2 separate regions of the Danio rerio genome follow, and region 2 is linked to region 1. Evidence: chromatin contacts called from public Hi-C data. All regions are on one chromosome and are shown on one strand. Each heading gives the region's core, a stretch centred on a gene start, on an enhancer-like site or on the middle of the called end of the contact. The rest is flanking DNA. Distances are from core to core; before and after follow the strand shown.

What was found. Hi-C and Micro-C count contacts between places; a contact is called where the count stands out from the background.
Region 2: a Hi-C map of an unstated tissue shows a contact between it and region 1, with 1.8 times the contacts expected there. The contact joins the enhancer-like site here to the promoter of scrt1a in region 1. A contact is called at or near these places in 2 of 18 Hi-C or Micro-C datasets (caudal fin and an unstated tissue).

Annotation. Positions count from the first base shown.
Region 1 is chr19:1,484,452-1,491,541 of GRCz12tu, reverse strand. It overlaps scrt1a (scratch family zinc finger 1a), which reads right to left and starts at 3,164. Exons shown (of 2, transcript NM_001113601.2): 1 at 2,545-3,164; 2 at 942-2,054. The coding sequence starts at 2,659. The coding sequence ends at 1,330. All of the region lies in intron 3 of LOC137488455 (a long non-coding RNA gene), which reads left to right.
Region 2 is chr19:1,546,145-1,553,234 of GRCz12tu, reverse strand. All of the region lies in intron 2 of LOC137488455 (a long non-coding RNA gene), which reads left to right. Among named protein-coding and RNA genes, the nearest start is that of scrt1a, 61 kb to the right of the region's middle. Within about 2 kb of position 3,589, at least 4 of the 62 cell types and tissues checked have an H3K27ac peak or open chromatin away from gene starts, as enhancers often do.

The DNA of each region.
Region 1 (7,090 bases), core at 1,915-4,414:
TTTGAATCCTGCGGAAGGAAAAACCGGAGTGGCTTTCTGACACATCATGCACCACAAACGTCGCGTCACCGGGCTGACGTCACAGCACACTTTCTGGAGCCTCTGAGTCAGCAGGTTTGAGCTCAAACAAACAGGACCACAAACACGCAGGTACTTATTGGTTCTTTATTATGAAGTGAGAAAATGCCCGGTGTGGTTTTTTTTTCTTTTTCGCTTTTGTGCTTTACATTGTTCAAATGCTGGGGGGAAAAAACCCAGGGAAGAGAAGTCCAGAAATAAGTTCATTTGATTCTTTACACAGCTTGTAGAAATATTCAGTTCCAAAGGATTATTTACAAGGCGTCTTGCATTAAACAGTTTGTTCTCCTTGTCCGTGATATACAAAAACAGAGGTTCGACTAATACAAGGCCTGTCTACCTGAATTGCTAAGGTTTTGTGCTACTATTTACTTTGTTGTCGTCGTTTCAAAAAAGAAGTGCTTTTCAAAGATCGGTCTGCTGTCCGTGTTGCAGCAGCACGTGTGATCTCCTACAACAGCGTTTGCACAGTCGCAAATGATCCAGAGCCATCCTACTTTCTAAAAACTACGTTATTAAATAAGAGGCAGGCAGTGCATAACCACTTACAAAAGGACCCTACCCCCATCGCTCCCCCCACCCCATCCCGTGGAAGTATCCGCTAATACTACTCTGGCATTTCCCTGATATTTAACTTCTGAATGACTACTGATAGTATTGGATAAAATCGTGATTAAAAAGGCTATAGTTATTACTCGCTTTAGCTTTTAAAAATACCATGCATTATTGCTCTATTCTTCATCATGACTCCCCAGAAATATTGCCGACGGATGCTATCTAGGTTTTGGCAGAAATATCCAAAGCTTCATAAAATTGGCATAGATTCCATTAGTAGTAGTAGTAGTAGTAGTACTTTTTCTTTCTTTTTTTTTTTTTTTGCATGCAACAAATTTCTAATAATAAAGTGGCAACCAAAAAAATAAGATATTCAGAAAGTGGCAAATGCTTTGGCATATTGATGACGAAGGCTTGGCAACTGAAGGACAAATTAAAGTGCAAACTTACACAGTTTGTAGGAAACAAATAAACAAATAAATAGATAAATAAATAAGTCAATGAATAAATAGTTTTACCTCGATGCTGAACACTTTTGTGGCCACTGGCAGCAGTACAATATTATCCAATACTTAGAAAAGGTTTGACCTTTCGAGAGAAACACAGACATTTTCAATGTCCTCTGAGTTTTGGGGTGAATGAACAGCGAGTACAGAAAGAAGTTAAGGTACATGCGATTAATCCTCTGTGTTTTCTTCACACTTCCATGGGGCTCAGGGGAGCGAAGGCTCCCTTGAAGCAGGCCGACTCGTAGTGCTTGTTCAGGTAGGACTTCAGAGCGAAGGTCTTGTTGCATCTCTTGCACTTGTAGTGCTTAAAGGCCGAGTGTGTCTGCATGTGCGCCCGCAGGTTGGAGCGGTCAGCGAAGGCCTTCCCGCAGTGTGCGCACCCGAAGGGCTTCTCGCCAGTGTGCGAGCGCATGTGTCCCTGTAAAAGCCACGGCCTGCTGAAGGCCTTCCCGCATATGTCGCACTTGTGCTTGAGGTCGTGGGTCAACAGATGCATGGCCATGGCCGGCATGGAGACGTAAACCTTCCCGCAGGTCGGGCACTTCTTGGCCATTTTGCTGTCCAGGCTGCGGTGCGTCTGCTTGTGTCTGCTCAGGTTGGACGACGTGGCGTAGGTCTTTCCGCACTCGTTACACGTGTGCCTCTGGAGGGTCCTAGGGCTGCTGATGGCTTTTCTCCGTGAGCGTCCATCCGTGATGAAGAAGGCGTCCACCGTGTACCCCTCGCTGACCGCCGTGTCTCCGTTGATGTAGCCTGACGAGATCTCCGACTGCGGGCTGTCCGGTTGATCCGAGTCCGGCGCTCCGTAATCGCTGTGGATGCTGTCGTAGATGGGTCCCGGGGAGGGCACTTTGATGCCGCTGTCGCTCTCTCCATCATACGGAGCCGGGGTCATGTAGTCACTGATGTAGGCTTGGGAAAAAAAAAAACACAAAGCCACAGTTATTTATTAATTTCTGCAAGAAATCAACAGCTTTCTCCATTTCAATTAGTGCTTGGCTTTGGTATTGTGCAGGAATTAGGTCGAAATGACTCCCCAAAATAAGACGGCATGCATGAATATTCTATAAACGGCAGCTTATGCAAGCGCGCGCGGGTTATGTAGAGCGTGAATAATGACGTGAAACATGATCAAGCGTTGCGTTAATGCACAGCGCGCGTGGATAATTCCGATAACTCTCGGTGCGAACGTCAAGTACTTGTTGCTAGCGCTGCGTTTTTCTACAGCAAACGCGCCTTAAAGCGAGTCGAATGCGTGCTCGGAGGAGCGCAACACCTGAAATGTGCCGACTCGACAGAAACGCAGTGTGACCGCGGGTCAGCGCCGAGGTTACGATTAAAGCCATCAGGCGTCAATAAGCATGCACATGCCCTTGCGTTTAAAGCGGTGTGAAATAATTACCTTTCTCGTGAAAGCGCAGGCTGATGTCTGCCCTGGATCTGCCATAGGAGCTCTCAAGATCAGAGGATGAGAAATCATCAAGCTTCACCTTTTTGACCAGGAAAGACCTTGGCATGTTTTACGCTGAAGGAGAAAACACTCGTCCGCCGGTCGAATCGTTTCCTCATGCAAGTGCAACGCTGGAGAACAAAAACGTCTCTCTTATTTATTTATTTTTATTTGCTTCTTTTAGTGTCGTTCCTCTCCTCGGTAATGCCGAGATTCAGATGCCAGCGCAGGGTATCGGCAGACCCTGAATGCGTGTGTGTGTTGATGCAGCGCGACGCCGCGATGCTCTCGGCAGAAATGCAACTTCAGCACTGGACAGCTCCCGTTTGCGGCGGCGCGCGTTCAGCACTGGACAGCTTCGCTCCGCTGTGCGCGCGCGCTCTCTCTCTCTCTCCCCTCTCTCTCTTTCTTTAGTTCCTCCGAGACCCTCACCACGGTTTTATCTTCCAGGTACGGGCGTTAAGTTTAAACTAACTAGTCCTCTAGTTTCCGATCTGCTTCTGCACCCCTAAAGACACAGAAAGGACAGTGAAACCGCTGAGTGCACGTCGCTCGCTCGCTTTATCTCCCAGCTGTTCCGTCTGAAGGCGTCGGGCTTTCTGAAGTCTGTTGATCAGCTGTTGGGATTTATATGGCTGCGATCAGGTGGGAAATGAAGATGGAAGTACTTAATTTAATCCATAAAAAATCTCCCGGGACCAACATTGAACTGGATGGCTTAATGCCGTTGTTTGACGTCCACGCCTTCGCCGGAAATTTCACCAAAGCCCGAGACAAGAGCCACACAGGGGTTTATATATATATATATATATATATATATATATATATATATATATATATATATATATATATTCCGTGCATTTTTCATGTAATAATCAAATGTGTGTTCGTTTTTATTTATAAGACTATTTATTTTTTATATAAATAACAAACTAATTTAGATGATAACAAAGATGATTTTTGGATAAAAAGAAAAGTGTGCTTTGCTTGAGATTTGCAACATGTACATGTCGCTCTCGCCACGTTAAAAATCTGCCCTCCCGCGCCGCGCGTTCGCGCACCGCTTTTGACGCAAACCACTACATCAACTACTGGCAGTGGCCTCAGGCTTTCAGGTCATTCTTTTACATCACGGTCTATAAACCAATGGCTTTCTTTTCATGCAAATCACACGAATTGGGCACCAGAAGGTCCGTTTCCTCAATGATTCCAGTAGGAGCCATATGTCCGCAATTAACGCAGATCCTGAAGCTGTAGTACACACTGTTGTCTGACATCGTGTTCTCATTGTTCACTCCTTCAATGGGACGAATAAGGACGTCCCGCAGTAGGATTGTCGTTTTCCCAAACATTCAGACTCGGGGAGATGGCGTTCTCCTTGCTTTGGTGCCTGTTGAGACTAGAGTCATTATTTCTCGTGCGTTTTCTCATTTAATCCTTTCGGCAAGTTTGATGCTCTCTCTGTGTTCTCCGGTTTGATAGATGATCTTTAAAGTACATGTCTGGGAGAGAGAAAACATTCTGTCAAATAGAGAGTTAATTGCACGGTGCCATTTAGAATAAATGAATAAACTTGAATGCATATATATGCCAGAAGGCGATGAGAGTGGGCGAGTTTAATGTAACACTATACAGTCTTGTACCTTTGGTAATTTCCTAAACCTTTATTTTTAAAAATCCACTAAAGTGCACAGTGGTTAAGAAATGGAAAGAAAGATAATTTATACTGATATCATTTATACTGATATCATTTATACTGATATTTAACAAATCAATGTGATTACAATTCACTCGTTCTTAAAGAGATAGCCTTGGAAAAAATAAGCACATAAACAACCTGTGGTTATACACAAATAGTTATAAATATATATATATATATATATATATATTTACAATAATATGAATATATTATTATACAAATATTATTATAATAGACTTGTTTTTAAAGGACAAGCCTATTTAAAATTAAACAAATCAATAACCTGTAGTTGCAATTTTAAGAAAACATACAGAAACCATTACTTTTATAATACAATAATAATATTAACATATTTATATTAAAATACTAGAATCGTAAACAGAGTGTTATTAAAGGACTAGCCTATTAAAATGAACTATATATTAAATATATAAAAAATAAGCATTAAAAAGGAACAAAACTGCATGTTTTTATAATGACCACATATTATATTTAAATCAAAACTGGCATATTAATTAGAATAACACAAACATACACTGTAAAAATTATATGATCAATTAGTCCTGACAGCATATGTTTTTAGGTCATTGTAGCTTAATAAATTAAGTTAATCATGTTATAACTTTATCGTATAAGTTACGCAAGCTGTTTTAAGTCAGTTTAACATAGCATAAGTTCGAATGACTCATAAGGTTAATTTGATGTAGCTTAAAAAAATTAAGGCAACCAGAATTTTTTAGAGTGTAATTTTAAATAACAATTATAATATTAATGTTTACATAAAAATGTTAGAATTATAATAAACTTGACGTTAAAAGATTAATAAAGATTAACTAAAAAAATCAATGACTGCAGTCCCAATTTCAAATCAAAATGCAGTTATTGTTATTTGTATGGTACAATAATAATATTAAAATACCAAAGTATTCTAATTTTAACATAGCATATATATATATATATATATATATATATATATATATATATATATATATATATATATATATATATATATATATATATATATATATATATGATATGGCCAATTAGTTCCGACAGTATATATTTTTTATGTTATTGTAACTTAGTTTAATAAGTTAATCATGTTCTAACCTAATTTTATAAGTTACACGAGCTAATTTAGGTCAGTTTAACATAATATAAGTTCTAATCACTCATAAGGTTAATTTGATTTAACTTAAAAGTTTGAGGCAGCCAGTGTCGGAGCTAGTACAGGCCCAAAAAGTCTTCCACATCTAAGCGAGGGAGACGTTATTTTTACTTATGTCCATATATTTAATTGTCCATGCATTTAACTTTCCATAAAAATATGCATCCCAGTTAAAACAGCAAGGACAAATCAAAACAGTCTTTCTCGTGAAAAATGGGTGCGATTTTTAAATGCGTGACCCGTAGGTTGATTTAACCGGAGTATTCATGTGCACGCACGTGTGTGTAACAGTATACCAGCCCGCTCGCAGTGTGTATGTAGGACACTGTTGCACAGCAGTTGACATTCCCAGCAGCCCACGGCGACCTGACGTGTTTATGGGAGAAGGACATCCGTGCACCGAGGCTTCTGGAGAACTGCTGACATCAGCTGGAAAAAAACACACAGGCGGAAATGTTGAAGTCGGCCTCATTTGCATAATAATAGTCCGCGGTGTGTTGAGACGCACCGAACAAACGTCTCGTCCGAGTCCAAATCAAAAGGACTTCATTGACATTTAATTCTCACGTACGACGATTCCAATGCGACCGATTCAGATCAGTACACAGGGCTCTGTTCTGGAGCAGGCTGTAAAGGACACGTGGAAGGTCAAAGGGAGGATCTGCGCTGTGTTTTAACCTTAAAGAGGATTCTTTGTTTGAGAGATGTTGCTTAAAGTGTTTCCGATTATTCGTGCATACATTTAGCTTGCATATTCTGTGTGTGCGTGTGTGTGTGTGTGTGTGTGTGTATGTTCATGCATAAAATAACAAATAAGCATGCAGTTGCAGGCAAAATTGTTAGCTAAAGGTCAATTAATTCATTAAATTTATTTTTGGCTTAGTCCCTTTATTAATCTGGGGTCGCCACAGTGGTATGAACCGCCAACTTTTTCAGCATGTTTTACACACACTCATTTACACTCATACACCACAGACAATTTAGTCTATCCAAATCACCTGTATCACGTCTTTGGACTTGTGGGGGAATCGGGAGCACCCGGAGGAAACCCATGCGAACACATGGAGAACATGCAAACTCCATACAGAAATGCCAACTGACCCAGCCGAGGCTCAAACCAGCGACCTTCTTGCTGTGAGGTGTTTAATAACTAATTACTAATAACTGATTTCCCTGATGATAGTAGATAATATTTTACTAGTCATTTTGCAAGAGAGTATTCACCTTAGAGTGCAGTTTGAAGGCTTAACTCGGTTAATTATGCTAATTAGGCAAGTCATTGGACAACAGTGGTTTGTTCTGTAGCCAATTGGACCTGTTGATCTGCATCCCAATCATCACAAATACTGCAGAAGACCTACTGGAACCCACATGGAGCCAGGATCCTCACAGAAATCAGTCAAGTTTGGTGAAGCAGAAATCATGGTTTGGGGGTCATTCAGTATGGGGGAGATCTGCAACATCAACAGCCTGAGGTGTCAAGACATTTGTGCTCCCCATTACATTACAAATCACAGGAGAGGGATAATTCTCCAGCAGGATTGCGCTCCTTCTCAGCAGAGAAGATCAAAGTGCTTTAGGATTGGCCAGCCCAGTCACCAGACATGAACATTATTGAGCATGTCTGGGGT
Region 2 (7,090 bases), core at 2,340-4,839, 61 kb before region 1:
TAAGGTGGGATTATCAGTTCTTTAGGGTGGGACTATCAGTCATTTGGGGCGGAGCTATCAGTCTTTTAAGGTGGGATTATCAGTCCTTTAGGGTGGGACTGTCAGTCATTTGGGGCGGAGCTATTAGCCATTTTGTGCGAGGCTATCAGTTCTTTAGGGTGGGACTATCAGTCATTTGGGGCGGAGCTATCAGCCATTTTTGGCAGAGCTACCAATCTTAGGGTGGGGTTATCAGTCATTTATGGCTATCATTCCTTTAGTGTGGGGCTATATTAGTCATTTGAGGAGTGTCTATCTGTCCTTTAAGGCGGGTGTTTCTTATTTCTGCTTTTAATTCATCTATTTGCCAATCTTCCTTTATTTTGTTAGTAACACCTGTCTTTCAACAATCCAAATAGTTCCCAAAGAATAAAATCATGCACCTCCCTACAGTTTTTCCCCATCCTTTCAGGACCGTTTCCAGTGGATGTGCGTCCTGGTAGTGGAAAACAAAACAATTTTAATCTGATTCTCTTGTGAAATACTTGTTGAAATTTTCGGCTTAAAGATGTTGTTATTTTAAGTTGTATTTTAATTAAATTGTTATTTTTAATGCTTTGCCCTGCATTTCTGGATGTACGTCACAATAGTGGAAAACAAACTAAACATTATATACTTCCATTTCATGGCAACTTTAAGATGTCTCTGTTCTCTGACCCTATAATTCAAAATTTGGCCTCAGCTCTCGATGTGGTTTGATTAAAGCGTGATCTGCAGGTTCAGAGACGCAGCGATGCGAGACTTTTCCTCTTTTCCCGTCTGGCAGAAGGGGAACTCCAGCAGTCTGTGTGTAATGAAGCTCAGGGCTGATGGGACTGGAGGAGGAGATTGTTCTTCTGTGCATGTTTCTGTCCTCTTCAATTACACTGCGCTCTCTCTCTCTCTCCCTCTCTCTCTCTCTAAAACACACAGACAGTAAATGGCGGAAACGCACTCATGTACACAAGCTTTTAAATAATTATTAAGTTAAGTTCCAGCGCTGTTGGATGTGTTTTTAAAAGCTCTTCCTCGTGAAACATTTATTGCTCCTTCAACAGTTCTGCTGGCCTGTTTGAATGCACTTGTGGGTCATGCGGACTGCACACACACGGGCTGATCAGCACTGATGCATTAGGGGCTGTTTTCCTGCATATGTTCACTTATTAATATCTTCTGCTCCTAATTTCTTACATGCTTGTGTTGGCAAAAAGGAATGCTTTATCTCTCCATTTGTAAAAACGGTTTTGTTGCTTGTTAAAGAGACAGCCCCCCCCCCCCCCCACCCCCCAAATAAATGGTCATTTGTCATCCTCGACTTGTTCTAGTTTGAGTTTTCTTCTTCTGCTGAACACAAAGGAAGATTTACTGAAGTATGCTGGAAGAAAAAAAAAACAGCCATTGACTTCCATCATATTTTTGTTTCTACTAATGATGCCAGAGATTTCTTTTTCCAACGTTTTATGACGCTGTGTGCTGCTGGGCAGTAACTAAACGCACTACAGAATGTTACGTTTACACACATCCATAAATTACAAGTAAATGCCTCTGCTTTTCAGAGCGTAATACTACTCATTACTCTAGAGTACTTTTGAAAGGGCTACTTTTTACTCATACTTTGAGTAATATTACAACAGATACTTCTACTCTACTCTTATTACATTTTTGGCAAGTAATAGTACTTTTACTCGAGTATGATTTTTCAGTACTTTGTTAACCACTGAATAAAATATATAATATAATATAATATAATATAATATAATATAATATAATATAATATAATATAATATAATATAATATAATATAATAAAAAATAATATAATATAATAAATATAATAAAAAATAATAATATAAAATAAAAAACAATAAAGCATAATATTATAATAACATATTATAATTTAACAATAATATAAAATAATAAAATAATAATAGTAATGTAAAATATAATATAATATTATAAAACTAATATAAAATACTATAATATAATATAATATAATATAATATAAAATAATTTAATTATGATATAATATAATATAAAATAGTATAATAAATATAATAAAAAATAATAATATAAAATAAAAAAACTATATAACACAATATAATAATAACATATTGTAATATAATAATAATGTAATATAATGTAATATAATATAATACTAATAGTAATATAAAAAATACAATATAATATAAAATATTATATTATATTATAATACCAAAATAAAAATAATATAATATAATATAATACAAAATAATATAAAAAAATAATATAATATAATATAAAATAATATAATATAATATAATACAAAATAATATAATATAATATAATATAAAATAATATAATATAAAATAATATAATATAATATAGTACAATATAATATAATATAATATAATATAATATAATATAAAATAATATAATATAATATAATATAATATAATATAATATAGTACAATATAATATAATATAATATAATATAATATAAAATAATAAAATACAAAATAATATAATATAATATAATATAGTACAATATAATATAATATAATATAGTACAATATAATATAATATAATATAATATAATATTATATAATATAAAATAATATAATATAATATAATATAATATAATATAATATAATATAATATAATATAGTACAATATAATATAATATAATATAATATAATATAATATAGTACAATATAGTACAATATAGTACAATATAATATAATAAAATATAATATAATATAATATAATATAATATAATATAATATAGTACAATATAATATAATATAATATATAATATAATATAATATAATATAATATAATATAATATAATATAATATAATATAGTATAATATAATATAATATAATATAATATAATATAATATAATATAATATAATAAAATATAATAAAACATAATATAATATAATATAATATAATATAATATAATATAATGTAAAACAATATGTTTCCCAGTGATGGGTTGCAGCTGGGAGGGCATCCGCTGCGTAAAACATATGCTGGATAAGTTGACGGTTCTTTGCATTGTGGTGACCCCTGAATAATAAAGGGACTAAGCTGAAAAGAAAATGAATGAATAATAATGTAATGGAAAATACTTAATTGTCTTGTAAAATACCTAGTAAATTTAAAAATAAAAAGTTTTTACATAATAATTCATATTTTTTTTTATGTTGATTTTTAATGCTCTGCCCTGCATTACTAAAGTTCTGTTCATCTGTCCATGCGTTAGTGTTAGTTGTGTGTTCTCATCTCTACACACAGAAATGAATGCAGTGTTTCCACGCAGCCTCATCAGCTCAGAGTCTCAGATAGCGGAGGTTCTTCTTTTATTATTGCAGTGTTTGTGTTTTTGAGAAATGAGATTCTGTGTGCTGTTTATAAGTCATTCGGAGAGCTTTACCTGCATGACTATATTAGGCTGGTGTTATGTAACCCAGTTTTAGCTTGCACACAGATTTCCTCGCCTCTGAGGAATGTCAGCAGAAAATATTCTGGGTCATCTGTGCTGCGACCGCAGTTCCCATGATGCATTGTGCAGCGGTGCCTTTGTGAGAGTCAGCTGATCTGCGGAGAGACTTGCAGTGCGCTCTCTCTCTCTCGCTCTCTCTCTCTCTCTCTCACACACACACACACACACACACACGCACACTGCTTTATTGAAGATGCAGACATCAGACTCACAGTCAGACTCACATTTATTCTTTGAATAAACATTACAGTAAAACAATACAGTTTATATAAATTTGAAAGCAAGAAAGACAAACAGAAAGAATGAAACAGAGATAAAGGAAACAAAGAAGGAAAAAAGTTAATGAAAATAAAAAAGAGAAGGAAAAGAAAAAAGGAACAATAAAACAGAGAAAAAAGAAAAGAGAGAAATATAAGTAAAAAAGAAAGAAATTAGAAAATGGAGAAAGAGAAAAAAGAAAGAAAAAACAGAGAAAGAGAAGGAAAAAGAAATAAAGAATAAAACAAACAAGAAAGAAATTAATGAAAAAGAGAGACCAAACTAACAAAAAAAGAAAAGGAAGAAAAGAAAGAAAGAAAGAAAGAAAGAAAATCAAAAAAGGAAAAAAGAAAGAGAACAAAGAATGAAACAGAAAAAAGAAAAAATAAACAGAAAAAATAAGGAAAAGAAAGAAAGAAAGAAAGAAAGAAAGAAAGAAAGAAAGAAAGAAAAGAAAAATAAAGAAACCACGAATAAAACAGACAAAGTAGAAAAAATAAATAGAGATAAAGGGTAAAAAGAAAAAGAAAGAAGACAGAGAAAGAACAAGATAAAAAATAAAACAGACAAAAAAGAAAGCAAAAGAAAAAGAGAGAAAGAAAGGGAAAAAGAGAAAGAGAAAAAAGAAAGAATGAGAAAAAGAAAGAAAGAAAATCAAACAAAGGAAAAAAGAAAGACAACAAAGAATGAAACAGAAAAAAAAGAAAAAATAAACAGAGAAAAAAGAAGGAAAAGGAAAGAGAATGAAAAAGAAAGATAGAAAACAGAGAAAGAAAGAAAGAAAGACAGAAAGAAAGAAAGAAAGAAAGAAAGAAAGAAAGAAAGAAAGAAAGAAAGAAAGAAAGAAAGAAAGAAAGAAAAAGAAAGAAAAAAAGAAAGAGAATGAAAGGGGAAAATAACAAAAAGAAAGAAGAAACCGAGAAAGAGAAGGGGAAAGAACAGAATAAAAATAAAACAGACCAGAAAAAAGAAATAAAAATTAAAAGAGAAAAATGACAGAATGAAAGAGATAAAGAAAGAAAAAGAGAGAAAGACAGAAAAAAGTGAATAATAAAGAAAGAAAAGAGAAGCAAAAAATAATAATAAAACAGAAAGACAAAAATAATGAGAAAAATAAATAAAGAATAAATAAAACAGAGAGAAAAGAAAAGAAAAGGAAAAAAGAAAAAAAGAAGAAACAGAGAATGAGGAGGGGAAAAAAGAAATAAAAAATAAAACCGAGACAAGAAAGTAAGTAAAAGAGAGAAAAAAATAAGGAACAAAGTAAAAGAATGAAAGGGGGAAATAATAAAATAAAGAAGAAATGGAGAAAGAGAAGAGAAAATTAAGAATATAACCGAGACGAGAAAGAAAGATGGAAACAAAGAGAGGAGGAAAGAAGGAAAAATAAAGTGATGAAAGAGAAAAAGAAAGAATTGCAGTTATATTATACAGTAATGAATGTATAAATCGTGAATTAATAAACTTTTAATTTGGTTTTCTTTGTTGAGGCTTTTTCTTCATTTATTTATGAACATGTTATTGACTCTTCATTCATATTTGTGTTTTATTTGTGTTTTCATTAACACATTTTATGTGTTTATTTATTGTTCCTTACATTTTTGCTTTGTTATTTTTTCATACAGTTTTAATGTCTTTATTAAGTATTTATTTTCACTTTTTGAGCTACAAGTTGTGCATAAATCTGTTGAGTTCGGGATGTATGGATGATTCAGTTTCAGTTCTGATCAGCTCTGATTTACCCTCAACACTTTACGTGCAGTTACTCTCCATCTGCCATTTGTGTTTTTCATCCCTCAAAGCATGATGTGATGTGTGTCTGAGAGAAATCTGATGTGTGTAATCGTGTGTGTGTGTGTGTGTGTGTGTGTGTGTGTGTGTGTGTGTGTGTGTGAGTGTGTGTGTGTGTGTGTGCGCGTGTGTGTGTGTGTGTGTGTGTGTGTGTGTGTGTGTGTGTGTGTGTGTGCGTGTTGTAAGCCGGATCACCTGAAGCTCTTCCTGCAGAGTCTGGAGCTTCTGCTCAGTGTGAGTTTGACCTCATGGAGAGAGACTGGAGCTCTGATCCTGAACACTTCAGTGTGTGCTGCCTACATAGGGAGCTGCAGAGACCACACACTGAAAACACATTACTGCATTGCTACTGTATGCATCTGACTGGACACGGTGTTTAACCTTTTATTGGGCAAAGAAATGTATAAGATAAAGAAAGATAGATTTAACTGCAATTTAAAGGCTTAATTAGGCAAGCAATTATTTTTGACTGTATATTTACTGCAAAGTTTGACATATGGAATAGGAGTGTAGGATTCTTGTATTTTCAAGATCTAGAATACACACTCACCGGCCACTTTATTAGGTACACCTTACTAGTATCGTGTTTAACCCCGTTTTGCCTTCAGAACTGTCTTAATCCTTCATGGTGTAGATTCAACAAGCTACTGGAAATATTCCTCAGAGATTTTGCTCCATATTGACATGATAGCATCACACAGTTGCTGCAGATTTGTCGGCTGCACATCCATGATGCCAATCTCCCGTTCCACCACATCCCAAAGCTGCTCTATTGGATTGAGCTCTGGTGACTGTGGAGGCCATTTGAGTACAAGGAACTCATCGTCATGTTCAAGAAACCAGTCTGAGATGATTGAGCTTTATGACATGCTGCGTTATCCTGCTGCCATCAGAAGATGGAGACACTGTGCTCATAAAGGGATGGACATGGTCAGCAGCAATACTCAGGTAGGCTGTGGCGTTGACACGTTACTCAATTAATGGGCCCAAAGTGTGCCAAGAAAATCTCCAACACACCATTACACCACCACCACCAGCCTGAACTGCTGATATAAAGCAGGATGGATCCATGCTTTCATGTTGTTGAGGCTAAATTCTGACCCCACCATCCGAATGTGCAGCAGAAATGGAAACTAATCAGAGCAGGCAACTTGATAAACAATATAGAAAATAAACAATATTAAATAAAATACAACAAATAATAAAATGAAAAATCAAAAACAATAATATATTTTTTAAATTTAATAAAAAATTTAATAAAATAAAATAATGATCAATTATAAAATAAAAGTAATAAACAAAAATTTAATTAAATTAAAAATATGATAAAATAAACAATAATAAAATTAAATAAAAAATGTAATAAAATAAAAATAAAACAATAATAAAATAAAATGAAAATAAAAAAATATTACAATTTAATAAAATATAAAATATAATGAAATAAAACATAACAAACAAAATACAGTAAAATCAATAATAAAATTAAAAACTAAAATAATAAAATAATAAACAATAATAAAATAAAATACAATAATAA